2 separate regions of the Mus musculus genome follow, and region 2 is linked to region 1. Evidence: chromatin contacts called from public Hi-C data. All regions are on one chromosome and are shown on one strand. Each heading gives the region's core, a stretch centred on a gene start, on an enhancer-like site or on the middle of the called end of the contact. The rest is flanking DNA. Distances are from core to core; before and after follow the strand shown.

Region 1 (7,000 bases), core at 2,426-4,925:
TCATCAAAGACATTTATGATTTGCACGCTAATGCTTTCTCCTTTTCAAATAAAGCAACCCATGATCTCTAACCCTTTGTCAACGTACATCTTTCTCCAAATGAAGCAAACCTAAAATCCTCATAAACTTGTTACCTACTTAAGAAATTAACAACAGAAGAATGGCAGGTTATTTCATGGCTTTGATCTCCAAAAGTCATTTAATCTGCCTGCTTCTCAGCCTCACTGTAAATACTAACAGTTGTTCATGCACTTGGACACAGGCCCAGAGAACACTGAAAGAGTTTCTATGTGTTCATAATGGAAAAATCCAAACAGAAAAAAAATCAAATTGGATCTCGTAAAGAAATACAACTCAGCTAAGTTTGCCAGAACAATTCTGTTCTATGTAGGAATGCACCTCCTAACAACAAAATCTGAAGACCCCCACCACAGCCACACACCCGCAGGCACAGACACAGAGCTGAATGTGCACTGAAGGAAAATCAGACCAGAACTTGATGCAGGTAAGGAAAACCATTTTCTTTTATTCCAAATGGCTTAACTACCCTACCCTAGCCACTGAAGACTTGAGAATCATGTGGTCTGATAACATGGATTTCTAAACAGTAAAGAAGAGAAGACTTAAGAAGTAACTGGGTGGCTACCAAAACCACAAGAGGATGCAAGAAAGGATGTTCTGACCTAATTTGTCAAAAAGAAAGCTGTATGGGCTTTGCTTCAATGCAGTGGTTTCCTTCTGAACAACTGAGCTGGTGATTCCAACCCAAACAAGCCACAGAATCCACCTATTCTCTGCATGGGCTGGATCTATATGTCGAGGCCTTCCTTTGTAAGGACTTCAGATTAGTGGCTTCTCCCACGTCCATAAACTACTTTAGATTCTAAAACAGGAAGAGATGAGCAGGCAGGGTACCTGCGAAAGTAGCCATGACAAGGGTTAATGTTTAGCCCCTCCTTACCACTTGTAAGAACCTCTTTCTCCTCTCCAGTCTTCACTGGAGTTGTCCCAGGACTTAATTTCAGTGTCAGTAAGTTGTTTCATAAAGACCGAAGTATTCACAAGTCCCTATGACACAGTTAAAGCTGATTTTCTCATCAGAATTAAAGCTTTACTGCATGGTTCTCTGGAAGCCAAATCCCACCTCTTACAGAATCCTTTCAAGGAGGAGGCGAATGTTTAAGCCCTCTGCACAGTGTTTCACTGCCCAGGTGGGACACCATAGGTTCCTCTGCATTCTAGGGCTCTACAGCCATGCTCTGAAACAGAGTATCTGTTGTCATTATATTGCCTACCAAAATGGGTGGGGGGAGCTGTCTCAGGTTCCATCTGCTCATCTGTTTTTCTCCATCCCACCAAAATCTGTTCCTTCTCAAACTCTCCTCCATCTGGCCTAACAATCTTCATGGAGAGATTCCTTCACTCCAGGGAAACCATGTCACCAAGAGATGCCAGGAGCACTTCTATCTCCCTTTCTTGTCCACCCTCACCCCTGACTTTCAATAAGCCTTGGAGGATAAACAGATGATGATGATGCCCACAACAACCTGTGGCCTCCTTACCTTACCAGAATGTTATCTGATAAGACACTTTCCTCTGGTTCCCCTCTGCCCGGGATGGCCTATTTCCATCCTTCAACAAAACTCAGGAAGATGAGTCAACACGGACAGTACAGAGTATCGAGAAGAGAGGTGAGGGTGGCGGAGAGAACTGTTGACTCTCTAGTTCACCCATGAAGCTTTCTAGCCTGCTCCTTTCATCCCAGGGGACCAGAGATTACTATAAACCACCTGCCACTCCAAAGAGGCTGAGAACACACAGCACATTTCTCAGGGAGATGGCACACTTTTTCTATCAATTGTTTTCAGACTCTCTCCCTTTCTCTCTCCCTCCCCCCCCCCCTCCCCGGGTGTGTACATGTGTTTGACAGGGGGGAGGGGACAGAGAGATGGGGGAGAGAACTAGAAAAGGTATTCATAAGGTGATTATCAGAGAAAAGTGAATGCCTCTCCTAAAAAGACAACGGAGGGTTAGGAAGAATAAAGCCCCCAGGTCTTCTAGGTCAGAGAACCAAGAAGGAAACAACAGATTCTCGAGTGACCGCTCAAGTCCGGGACAGATTCCCCTTTCTAGGCTGAGTTTAAGGTTGTTTGATGTTTACTCAGAAAATGGTCATTTGAGAAAATCAGCAGAGAAGTTTTCCCTCCAGTTTGCCCACCAGAGCATCGGCCCATCTCCCATGGAGCCAGCTCACCCTACTCTTCTGGCAAGAGACGGCCCTCTTTGTCCACAGATATGAGTTAAAAGGCAACTACAGTCACTACAGAGCCACAAATACATACAAATCCAAACAAAACCAAAGAAAGGCCTCTTCTGAATGAAGAGCCACATAGCCTTCATGGTGAACTCCTTTGAGTTAAAAAAGTGATTTGGCTTTAGAAAAAAATCTACTTATATATATATAAAAAAAGCCATTCACATCTATAATGTAATTATAAAAATGACTATTTTTATAAATACATACTTTCCTTATGGCATTTTCTTTTCTATTTTTAAAACGTTAAACATAAAACTAAACAACCCTTTCACGTTTTAGAATCTATTTTGTTTTAAAAGATTCAGGTTTCTTACAACAAATTTGAGCTTTCTTTTTAATCTTTACCAGATGTTGTTTATACTACAAGCAATTTTTTTCAGTACCCCATAATGCAATTATTGTTTAATTAGTGATAAATCTGTCATTCTTGGGCTTAAAAACCTTAACAAGTACCAAATGTCCTCTTATGTTGTAAGTTTACATGAGGTCTCAGTGTCAAGCAGAGGAGTGGGGGGTGTAAGTTACAGGATGTCCAGCTTTGCACACTGGACAAATACCTCCAGGTCTAGTCTCCGTATGTCTATGCTCAAAAGCAGTTTCTTGGGTCTCACTGCTCCTCAACCTGGCCTCTGAATAGGAAGAACTGCCATGGTCCACTATTTCTTGTGGTCTGTCTGTGATCCTTCTCCCATTCATCTCCCAGGAGCTACAAAGCCTGGAACCCCATGAGTGAAGATTACCCTGCGCCCTGGGTTTTCATTGGAGATAATGCTGGAGTGTCTGGTGCCCCCCTGAGGTTAACACTGGAAAGTGCAGTCCAGACCAAAGCCCCACCACACTTGTCTAGTTAACCAAGACTAAGCCATCCACTCCAGCTCTGGTTTAACTGCATGTACCACATTAGAGTTCAGGCAAGAAGTACACTAATGAAAATGCGGGGAAAGAAAATGCTAAAACATTAGAGAAACAAATCCAACAATGTTGAGGACAGGAGTAATTCTTTGGCTGTATTTTAGCAATGGGATTTTTCAGGGAAGTTTCTCCTTGTGAAGCTGCGGTGACTGCCCTCTTAAGAATGAGGACACTTCCTGGCCAACAGGAGGAACACACTGAGCTGTCTGAGGCTGGCATAGACAAAGACACTTTTTACTGAGCTACCAACTCTTCCAGGTAACAGTCTCTGACTTAAGACCCTGCCTCCTGCCTCCCATGCAACTACTCTTTGGGGTAGCTCTCCCAGGCCCAACTGCGGTGGCTGCCAGCAGGCGGATCAGCCCGTGAAGGAGTGCAAGGGAGGGCATGGGAACCAGGGTGCTCCTGGCTCTGGCACGTAGCACAGTGTAGCAGCCAAGCGCAGGCCACCCCACCACCCAGCTGGCCCTTTTCACTCAAATAGGGAACCCAAACAATAGCCTTCTGGGCTCCACACACAGAGCTGTAACGAGAAAACAGCCTCCTTGATACAAGCTCAGCCTGGGCACAGAGCACAGTGCCAAAAGGGAGGCATAATTAGCAAGTGGCTTTCAATACTTCTCCTGACGTCAATTTTTAAGGTCAGGTCTAAGGTTAAGGATTATGGTGTCCTGGTGACTGCTCTCTCAAAGGAAACACAAGACCGTCTGTTTTGGAACTTTTAGTCTGCATAGTAAATGACAAACTGGGGTTAATACCCTGATCTATTTGGGGCCACCAACTGTGGCAGGCAGCCATGATATTGGGGACAATCTAAGGTAGAGAAGCCAAAGATTGAACCTTAAACACAAACCGGTTTGAGAATGTATTTTTATTTCACAGGCTCACACATGTGCCTGCACACACATCTTGTTTGGAATTAAGGTGACTAGTCTCTTATCTTATTCATTCATTGCCTTAACGGAAACTGCCAGACCTCTGATGTCTCTAAAAGGCAGAAGGACATTCAGGGAGATCATTACACTTTGTACAACTCTTTTATCTTTTGTTTTTGCTATATTTGGGTAACTATAGAATTTCCAGAACTCATTCTGGATAGTCCCAAGAGATGGGAATATAATTAACAGTGCTCCACACAAAACACAAGTTATGTAGACCATCACACTTTAATTACTGTCAGAATCCAGCACTAATGCAATTGGCATCAGGTTTCCTAGGCAGCAAAGTGCAGCAGTCTAGCTGGGTCTTAAAGATCTGATACTGCACATGGCCCTGTCAATGCTGGAAGATGCTGCGCTGCGATAAATGAATCAGATGATGCAATTAGGAAGCAGGTTCTTCAGGTTACCCCTGTAATCACTCAACCAGGTCACGGCTTATTCTACCCTGCTGGGCTCGCAGGCTCTCTGGGCTCAGGATGGCAGAGGAGAACTGCCTAAGCCAATCAGGGGCTTCCAGCTTGTTGTCTGTATTGTAATTATCTCCATGAACCTCACGGCATAGAGAGGTCACATCCTGGCAATGCCACAATAAATTAGACCAAATAACACCCCCTTAAATCCCTCCCTCAACCATAATAAAAGCTCTGAAGCTCCCACACATGATCCTGATAAACTGCTTCTAAGCTGCGTGACAAGGAAGTGACAGCCAACTCCCAACCCAGACTGAGGTCCCCATAATACAGTGTCTGTGGGAGGGGCACCTTCCTATGTTCTCTGAAGGATGACTTAGGCTGAAAGCTTCAGCTAACAGATGCAGACAAGCATCAGAGAAGAAGCAGTAACACTAACAGACAGTCAGGCAGTCCATGGGACCGGGGAGCTTTCCACTGAGGGAAAGGATGATGACGAAAAGGACAAGCAACCTGGGAGGAAAGAACCCAGTGTCTTCATTTGGCACTGAAAGCAAAACAGACCAGAGATAAAGTAACTCCCATCACAGTGTGCACACTTAATTTAGAAATAGAGACATTTACAAGACAAGGTAATTTACTACCTTAAATCTGGAAGGGGCTGTCCAGGGGCTTCTAAATGATCTACAGAGTCTATTAAGAAAGTTGCACTGTTATTTTTAGCCTTAATAATCTATATAATGCTTTTGGAAATGGTAAGAAGTAGCAATCATGCATACAAATGCACATACATATTCGAGGGAGGGAGAGAGAGGGAGAAGGGGAGAGGGAGGGAGGGAGAGAAAGAGAGAGGGAGGGAGGGAGGGAGGGAGGGAGGGAGGGAGGGAGGGAGGGAGGGAGAAAGGGGAAGGGGGGGTTCAAGCAAGTGGTGCCTTTACAGTTCTCAATCTGAAAAAGAAGATGTCATGTTGCAGGCAGCCAGGCAGCCTCAGCACCTTCCTGAGCCTAGCCAATGACCAGGGCAGATACATGCTCTCCCATTTTCCTGGCACTGAGTGGAGACATCGTTACCCTGCACTACTATGGGAGCTTGCCTCCACTAGGCACCCCAGGGTCCAAGAGGCACCGGCAGCACTGAAGAGGCTACTGAGGCCTGGAAGACAGCAGCACTGCACCTGTAATGCTGTGCTATTAGCCACACTATAATCCTTAACCTTACATGTAAGTCCTACTTCTTTTTTTTTTGGATTTTTTTCTTTTTCGAGACAGGGTTTCTCTGTGTAGCCCTTGCTGTCCTGGAACTAACTCTGTAGACCAGGCTGGCCTGGAACTCAGAAATCCTCCTGCCTCTGCCTCCCAAGTGCTGGGATTAAAGGCATGCGCCACCACTGCCTGGCTCTGGTTGGTTTCTAACTAGCACTCTGAACACAGTAAATATCTTTCATATTTTAATGGGGTCTTGCTATGTTGTCCAAACTGTTTTTAACTACATTTTATTTATGGGGAGAGGGGAGACATATTATAGCGTGTGTGGAGGTCGAAGGACAACTTGTGGTAGTTGGTTCTCTTCTTCCACAATGTAGATCCGGGGGATTGAACTTACATTGTCAGGCATGCACCTTTACCCACTGAGACATCTTGCCCACGAAAGCAGATTGGTTTTAAACGAGGCTCAACTGACCCTCCCATGTGTGCCTTAGAGGAGCTGAAACAAATCAGTGCAGCACTCTGCTCAATTTACTGCTTTACACACACAGGCACACACACACAGGCACACACACACAGGCACACACACACAGGCACACACACACAGGCACACACACACAGGCACACACACACAGGCACACACACACAGGCACACACACACACAGGCACACACACACAGGCACACACACACAGGCGCACAAACACACACACAGGCACACACACACACTCACATGGTTTTTCCTATTCCTCTTTTGTGTATCTTGCAAGAAACCAGTTTACCTGAAAGCTACTCATATCTCGGTTAGCCTGCCACTGGATTAAATGATAACAGGCTCTGCCTTCCCTGGGGTGGGGGGGGAGGACTCAGGGTGAAACTGTCACCAGGTATTGGGTAACAGGTCATATTGGCAGATGTGACGTTTAATTTTTTGGTATTTCTTTTCCTTTGGGACAGTGGTCTTTATCTCTGTTTCCACAGAACCTCACTAACCCCATGGGAGGCAGACACTCTGACCTGCCAGGCCCTGACCTCTGCCTGGAAGCCTAGCCACTGGTGCCAAGACTCTAGAAGGACTCTTAGGCTCTTCAAAGAAGTTGGGGCCTCTGTATGCAGGAGCTTCACCAAGAAGAAAACTTAGACAAGTCTTCATTGGTTTTGTTGCTTTAAGCATTTTTCGGCACTTGTTTGTTTCTGTTGAATACTTTCTCCTCAT
Region 2 (7,000 bases), core at 2,784-5,283, 580 kb after region 1:
GAGGTGGGCGGAACTCGACATGGCCACCCTCCACAGACAAAGCTTCTAGAAACCTCAACTTAGACACACCAGGGCTTGCAGCTTTCATGCTGAGTTTCAAGACTCACTGGCACAGTGAAGCCGAGTTGGAGATTTTATTAAAGATATTTTAATAGTTGCTGGGAGGTTGGTTTTATGCTCCAGTGGATGGCCCCACACCATACCCATATGCACGTAACAACACTAATAGAACTGGACCTAGTGAGTTGGTTTTTGTTTTTGTTTTGTTTTTTTTTTTTTTAAGAAAGTATGATGTTAGAAAGGATTGTGAGGGGAAACGTAAAGGAATTGGAAGGGAAAATGGAGGGCAGCAGTGATCATATGGACGGGAAATGGAGGGCAGGTGTGATTGATTATATGGATGAGAAACGAAGGATAGGTGTGATCATATGGAGTCTCAGCTAATATTTCTGGAAACACTCTTACAGAGGAGTGTCTTGGGGGGTGACTAAATCTAGTAAAGTTGACAAGGAAGCTTAGCCATAATATCTTTTTTCCCTTTTATTGAAAATAGATTATTTTCTCACATAGTATTTCCTGATTGCACTTTTCCATCCTTTTATTCCTCCCATTCTCTGTCCACATCTTCCATCCACATCCACCCCCTTTCTGGCTCTCATCAGAAAACAAACAGGCTTCTAAGAGGTAATAATAGACTAGAATAATATGATACAATATAGTAAGATAGAACAAAAACTATCACACCAGAATAGGACAAAACAAACAGAAGGAAATGAACCCCTCAAAAAGGCACATGATACAGATGCAGAGACCCACTTGTTTACACACTTAGGAATCCTTTTAAAAAACTAAACTGGAAGCCATAAGGTATATAAAAAGGACCTGTATAATAAAAAGAGAAGGGATAGATAGATAGATAGATAGATAGATAGATAGATATTGGTGATAGATATACATAGATATTGATGGTAGATATAAATAGGTATTTAGATATAAATAGGTATTTAAGATAGATGATAGATATACATAGATATTAATAATAGATATTAATGATAAATAGAAAGAAAAATAGGAAGAAAGATAGATATTGGTGATAGATATACATAGATATTGATGAGATAGATAGATAGATAGATAGATAGATAGATAGATAGATATTGGTGATAAATAGATATACATAGAAAGAAATAGATATGGGTGATAAATATAAATACTTTAAAAGATAACAAATTCTAAAGGAAGGAAGAAAAAAGGAAGGAAGGAAGGAAGGAAGGAAGGAAGGAAGGAAGGAAGGAAGGAAGGAAGGAAGGAAGGAAGGAAGGAAAGAAGGAAAGAAGGCCAAGGAGGTCACAGCAGAGTTCAAGTGGCTTGTGTGAAGGCTAAAGTGGAAGGCTGGTTAAAATGAAGACTCCTGGCAGTGGTAAGAGATTAATGAACCAGGTGCTGGTTACAGAGTCACAGCAAGTGACCAGTTTAGTTGAGTATTTTGTCCTAAAACGTCCAGTTACCTCTTTGGTGTGTACCAGTTACCTGTACCTGGAACTGAAACATTCCTGGGGGAAGGCCTGTTACCACTCAGAAAGGAAACAACTTGAGTGTCAGGAAGGTCCTGAGCAGTGGTCCCGCGCCCCAAGCCATGCGTGCGAGAGAGAGAGAGAGAGAGAGAGAGAGAGAGAGAGAGAGAGAGGGAGAGAGAGAGAGAGAGTGTGTGTGTGTGTGTGTGTGTGTGTGCCTGCGTGCGTGCATACCAAGAGGCACAAACACCTTTGCAAAGCTTGAGACCCTCCAAACCCGGTCTGTCGTGCCCTCGGACCTCAGCTTCAGCCCTCTGCCCCTCCGTTGTTTAATGTTGAGACAAGTCAACTTGAAGCTGGATAATAAATGAATTCCAGCTTGAGTCTTGGCAGGATTTGTTTTGCTTGAGGGAAGTTGTTTATGCTAACGGGTCCCCCCTCTGCATAGTTAGATTTATATTAAACAGAGTCTTGTCCATCATCTGGATACTGCTGTAAACAAGATAATCTTTGTCTACCAGGAAAGAGCCTGATGCCAATAACTTTAAATAAACACAAGCACCAGTTTTGTATTTACATTGTCTGAGGTAACCACTGGCAAAAGCTGTTAATGGCGCCATCGGCCTTTCTCTGGCTAAGGTAGTGTTGCCTTTCCTGCTGACCTTGCTCATACAGAACTAGCTCTGGGGGGGGGGGGGATGGGGTGGAGATCTCCTCCTTAGCATATGGGTGCTACACCCAGGCCTGCATTCTTTTGTGTGGTTTTGGCATTTTAAAATTCCACTTAAATATCATGACCTCTTTTTGTGCAGGGTAAAATGGGGGTATGGATTGTTGGGGGGGGGCAGTTATTAGTCAGGAATCAAGTCTTAAACTTAAGCTATGAATGCCTCCCAGGGCCAGGCTTATGGGTACAAGTGGGCTCCAAGGTTATATTATTAATGAGGCCATGACTCAGCTCTTTGGAAAGGATCAGTATACTGATTTACATTCCAGTTGGAGAATAACTGAAAATTTGCAGAGGTCTGGGTATCTTTTCAACAACAGAGAAGCCACAAGACACTAACTGCTCTTCATAGAGTGATAACCGATTTCTGTGAAAGAATGAAGACAAAGCCTTTCTTCTTTCCTTCCTGGCCTATCTTCCTTGCAAGGAAAATAAGAACTAGCTAGGCTGAGTGTAAAAGTCACACTCTACTACTAGAGTAGCCTACTGGAATGTTGTTTTGTGACAACATGTGGCCAGGTAACCAGACTGGCTTTGAAAGCCTGTCTTTGTCTCCTGGGTGATGGGATTTCACCACCTTGCCTGGCTTAAAATGTCTTCTGTGGTAGTAAATGTGCTGCTAACAGTCCAGGCTTCTAGTACACGGTGCTAGACACAAGTGTCCTTTTTATTTGCTTGATTTTGGAGCTTTCCATGGGTCTCACATAGCCCAGGCAGGCATCCAGACTCTATGTAGCCAAGAGTGTATCCCTCCCCAGTGCCAGGATTACAGGTGCACCCTTTAACTCCTCATTTTAAAAGAGCGAAACAAGCTACTTGTAGTGGAATACCATCAAGATGATGTTGGTAGGAGGTGCAATGCCTGAGGTAGGAAGCGGTGCCTGAGAATTCCATGAAGAAAGTGAGAAAGTTCCAGGTCCAGTGAGACCCTATCTCAAAAGATAAGGTGGAAATCGATGAAGAAAGACACCTGACACTGATCCATGGCTTTCCTGAGCACGCGCGCGCACACACACACACACACACACACACACACACACACTCTACAATGTTCCTAGGTGACAGGAACCTTGGGGAACCATTGGTATATAGGTTGTCTGCCCCCGAGAAGACATGATTGTGTGGATTGTGTGGCACGTGTCTAGAGTTAGCGCATATGTCAGCTGAGGAGTATACTGTCTGACACACTTTTTCCATGGCTCTATCTTGCTTAGTACAATGTATACTGACAGATGTTCAATATCCAACATCAACTGGTAGGACAGCTATGCTCAAGCAGACTACACTGCAGACAAAGAACCCCCTTGCACTGGATTCCCTAAGCTGAATATCTCCCCCACCCCACCCCCCACCCCACCCCCCACCCCCGGCCAGGACCTCAAGGTGGCAGATTTTTAGGTTCCTAGGGAAATGCCTTCTGGGGGCAATGATAGGAAATCCTGTCTCCTCCTCTTCCTCTCTTTTACCAGCTGGGCTGTGGCTTCGACATGATTGGACTCTGTCAAACATTGCCACCATGATACCTTCCTTCCCACAGGCCCAAAGAACTGGGCTAAGTTCATCGTTGTCCAGAGCCTTAAAGCTGTAAGTCAAGAGAAACCTTTGTCTTTTATAAGTTGATCATCCTGAGTGTTTGCTACAGTGGCAAAAAGCTGATTCACACAACAAAAATGTGCGAGCCGACTTCTTTAATCAGAAGCTGCCCTGCCACAGCTCAACGGGCCAGGGCTGCTCTGAGGTGGCTGTGCTCCAGGCTCTGCTGCCCAGAGCTGGCCTCTCGTGCCAAGTCCTGCCTCATTTCGTCTCAGCAGCGCCATAAATACTTCTTGAATTTAACTGCTTCATTCTTTCTGCACACACTGGAGCTCACACTGAAATAAAAGAAGCTCAACGTCTTTCCAAGTTCCCACAGGGCTCCAGTTGGATCCAGCTTACTCCTGTTTGAAGTCTGCAGTCAAGGATGGGTACTCGTGAGGAGAAAGTACAGAGTCTTGCTCGTGTTTCCTAAAAGAAGTTCGCACCTAATCACCTCCTCCTCCAGCCCTGGTCTCCTGTGCCCAACAGGTCCTTATTTGATAAATGCAAATACTATATCCAGCCAAGTCAAAGGACTCCTCCAACCGTGCTGGGGAGATAATTAATGTCTCAGGGCAGTGTGGGGGGGGGGGGGGCAGCTAGTGGGTGGGGCCCAAACCAGCCCTATTCTTGAAGAGAGTGTATTTCTTTCTGTAACCCCACCAAAAAAAAAAAGTGATTTTAATAATTCTGTTTGGCTCCCGTGTCTCATAAAAGATGTTTTGGGGGTGGCCCCAGCTTTGTGTGTGTGTGTGTGTGTGCTCTCTTTAGTTATAGGAACACACACTTTGGTAATCCATTTTTTTTTTTTATTCATCTCCTGGATACCAAAGGGCCCTCTAAGCCCTGGAAGCCCCCCTCTGACTTCTATTATGGATTTTTCTGGTTGCCAGTCATGGCCAGTTTGTTAGAATGAGGGCAGAGAGGGAGGGGGAAGGGAGAAGAGAGAGAGAGAGAGAGAGAGAGAGAGAGAGAGAGAGAGAGAGAGAGAGAGAGAGAGAGAGAGAGAGAGAGAGAGAGAGAGAGAGCGCGCAGGGGAGAGCCAGCTTGGGCAGGGAGGAGGAAGCAGAACAGCCTATGTGTGTGGTCCAGGCTGGTTCTCCCTTCACGAAATCCCGGGCTTCATTCCTGGCTCTGGCAAACTTGAGCGTCAGTGAATGAGTACCTTATCCGTTTTCTAAACACTGAAGAGGTTTGAAAGGGCTCTGTGGGCAGACTGTTACTATCGGCAAAAGAAAACAAGCCAGCGTATTTAGCTAAGCATTTTTAATATTTAAACATCATAACCTTCAGCTATGCAGGAGCAGTGGCTGGCAGCCAGGAAAGCTGGCCGAGGGAACTGGAGCTGCAAGTGTTCCTTCAGGTGGGTCTGCTGTCCCTTCGAGGGGCCAACAGGGCCTCCAGGCTTCCCACTGGCTCCAGACCTGTGTGCCTCATAGTGGCAGCTTGCAAGGGGAGTCATCCAGTCTTTTCATGAGCTTTGTGGTTTGATCCTAACTCATTGCTTCCCTATTCAAAAAGCAAGTCTCAGCAGACCTCCAGGAGAAAAGGAAACTGGGATAGCGAGGCAGGAACGTGAACAGGGAAGCTGTGGCCTCAGCATCAGGACCAGGTACAGCAAATATTATCCCTGTGGATGTGGCCTGTGCTCCCCACTCCAGAACTGAGGCCATAAAAACCTGCCTGGCCAGGGGCTGTGACAGACCACAGCTCCTCCACGGCGCTGGGGACCCCTCCCAGCCGGGACAGGATGGCACCAGACACCCGCCCACCAGACTCCATCCCACCAGCTGGAAGTGGCTTTCTGGTTTATGGAGCAAGACGGACCTGTAAAGTCAGTAATTCTCGGCGGCCAGAAGAAAGTCAGCTCCCCGCCCCCACTGGAGCCTGGGGAAGCTTCTGGAACCCCGCAGGCCACTGAGCCTGCCGGAGCTCAGCCAGGGCCTCCCAGGCCAGACACCCCCGGTGCCACCCGAGGGGCTGAATGGACTCCCTGTCTGCCAGAGCAAACAAGACCCCTGGGTGGGGCGCTGGGGCACAGCCTGGCGCAGACCAGGCCGGAGGTTACACAGGCCACAGGGGAGGACAGGGGACGTTTTCTCTCTGGACATTCCACTGGGGAAGGCCTGCCAAGGGCTTTGCCAAGGAACTCAGTCGGCCCCACCATTACGGATACACCAGTAAATGGCTCCATTCACAGAGGACAAGGCCCAAAGGGCCTTTCTAGTGCAATGCCTGCCCATTCCCCAGCCAGAGCTACCTCTTGCCAACCATAGGCTGCCACCCAAGGTTCCTGCTCTGGTTCAAGCTCACCCAGCTGCTCTGGGCTCTGAGATACATTTCCTGGCACAAAATTCCGGTTTCCTATTTATACAATATAAGTGTGGATCTGACCTGAAGGGCTGCTGCTGTGGGGATTTGTGATGGACCAAAGTAGTTCCTGGTCTAGAGACTGCCTGCGTATGGCTGTGATTGTTCTGACGTAAACTTTGGAATGGTTTTGCAGGGTCTCTAGATTTGCTGACAGCCCTAGGGCTGGCTAGAAATAGGAGGTAGGGGGAGCTCCCACTGGCAGGATGCTGGTGTGTGTGGGAAGGGGCAGAGGAAGGTATGACTATTTCCTATCTTTCAGTCTCCCCAGCTTGCCCGGGACGTGAAATCGTTTCCCGACACCCATGAAAGATGTTCTCTATGGCACACCTCCCCCCTTCCAGGAGACCAAAAATTAGTGAGGGGGTGTTCAAACTCCTCGGGTAAAATAGTGTGGTGTTCACATGTAGCCACCTCCTATTTGCTTATCATCTCTAGACTAACTGTTATCCAAATGGATTATATGCTGTGTACTGAATAATTCAATGAATAGGCAGAAAATGTGTCAGGCCAAATTCAGTACACAGATGTGATTTTTCCTCATTTTCCATCCACAGGCAGTTGAGTTAGATATGGAAATGGAGGTCTGACTGGGCTATCATCTGCCCCACACTGTTCTCTTGGCCCTAACCACAAGCAGCTCTAAGATCCCACCCTTTATAGCACCATTGCCTGTGACACTCAGCCTAAAATACACCTCTCTGAAGTCTGCAGGAGCCTGTGGTCAGCACTGTTCTGGAGCTCACCAGCTTGCAGGCAGTAGGAAGACCTTAGTGACTTAGTCAGGAGAGTAAATCTTGCAATCCCTGTTACT

The links. A called contact is a pair of places that touch in the nucleus more often than the background predicts.
Region 2: a Hi-C map of the N1E-115 cell line shows a contact between it and region 1, with 5 times the contacts expected there. The contact joins two enhancer-like sites. A contact is called at or near these places in 4 of 39 promoter capture datasets (the 3T3-L1 cell line, cranial neural crest and hippocampal neurons), 1 of 484 Hi-C or Micro-C datasets (the N1E-115 cell line) and 3 of 115 datasets of contacts at active chromatin or transcription factors (astrocytes, embryonic stem cells and pancreatic cancer cells).

The regions. Positions count from the first base shown.
Region 1 is chr13:63,332,841-63,339,840 of GRCm38.p6, forward strand. The region is part of intron 8 of Fancc (Fanconi anemia, complementation group C); the gene reads right to left. Among named protein-coding and RNA genes, the nearest start is that of Mir3074-1, 35 kb to the left of the region's middle. Within about 2 kb of position 3,676, at least 61 of the 459 cell types and tissues checked have an H3K27ac peak or open chromatin away from gene starts, as enhancers often do. A contact at or near this core is called in the N1E-115 cell line, where this site is marked.
Region 2 is chr13:63,913,333-63,920,332 of GRCm38.p6, forward strand. No RefSeq gene overlaps it. Among named protein-coding and RNA genes, the nearest start is that of Gm46423, 10 kb to the left of the region's middle. Within about 2 kb of position 4,034, at least 151 of the 459 cell types and tissues checked have an H3K27ac peak or open chromatin away from gene starts, as enhancers often do. A contact at or near this core is called in the N1E-115 cell line, where this site is marked.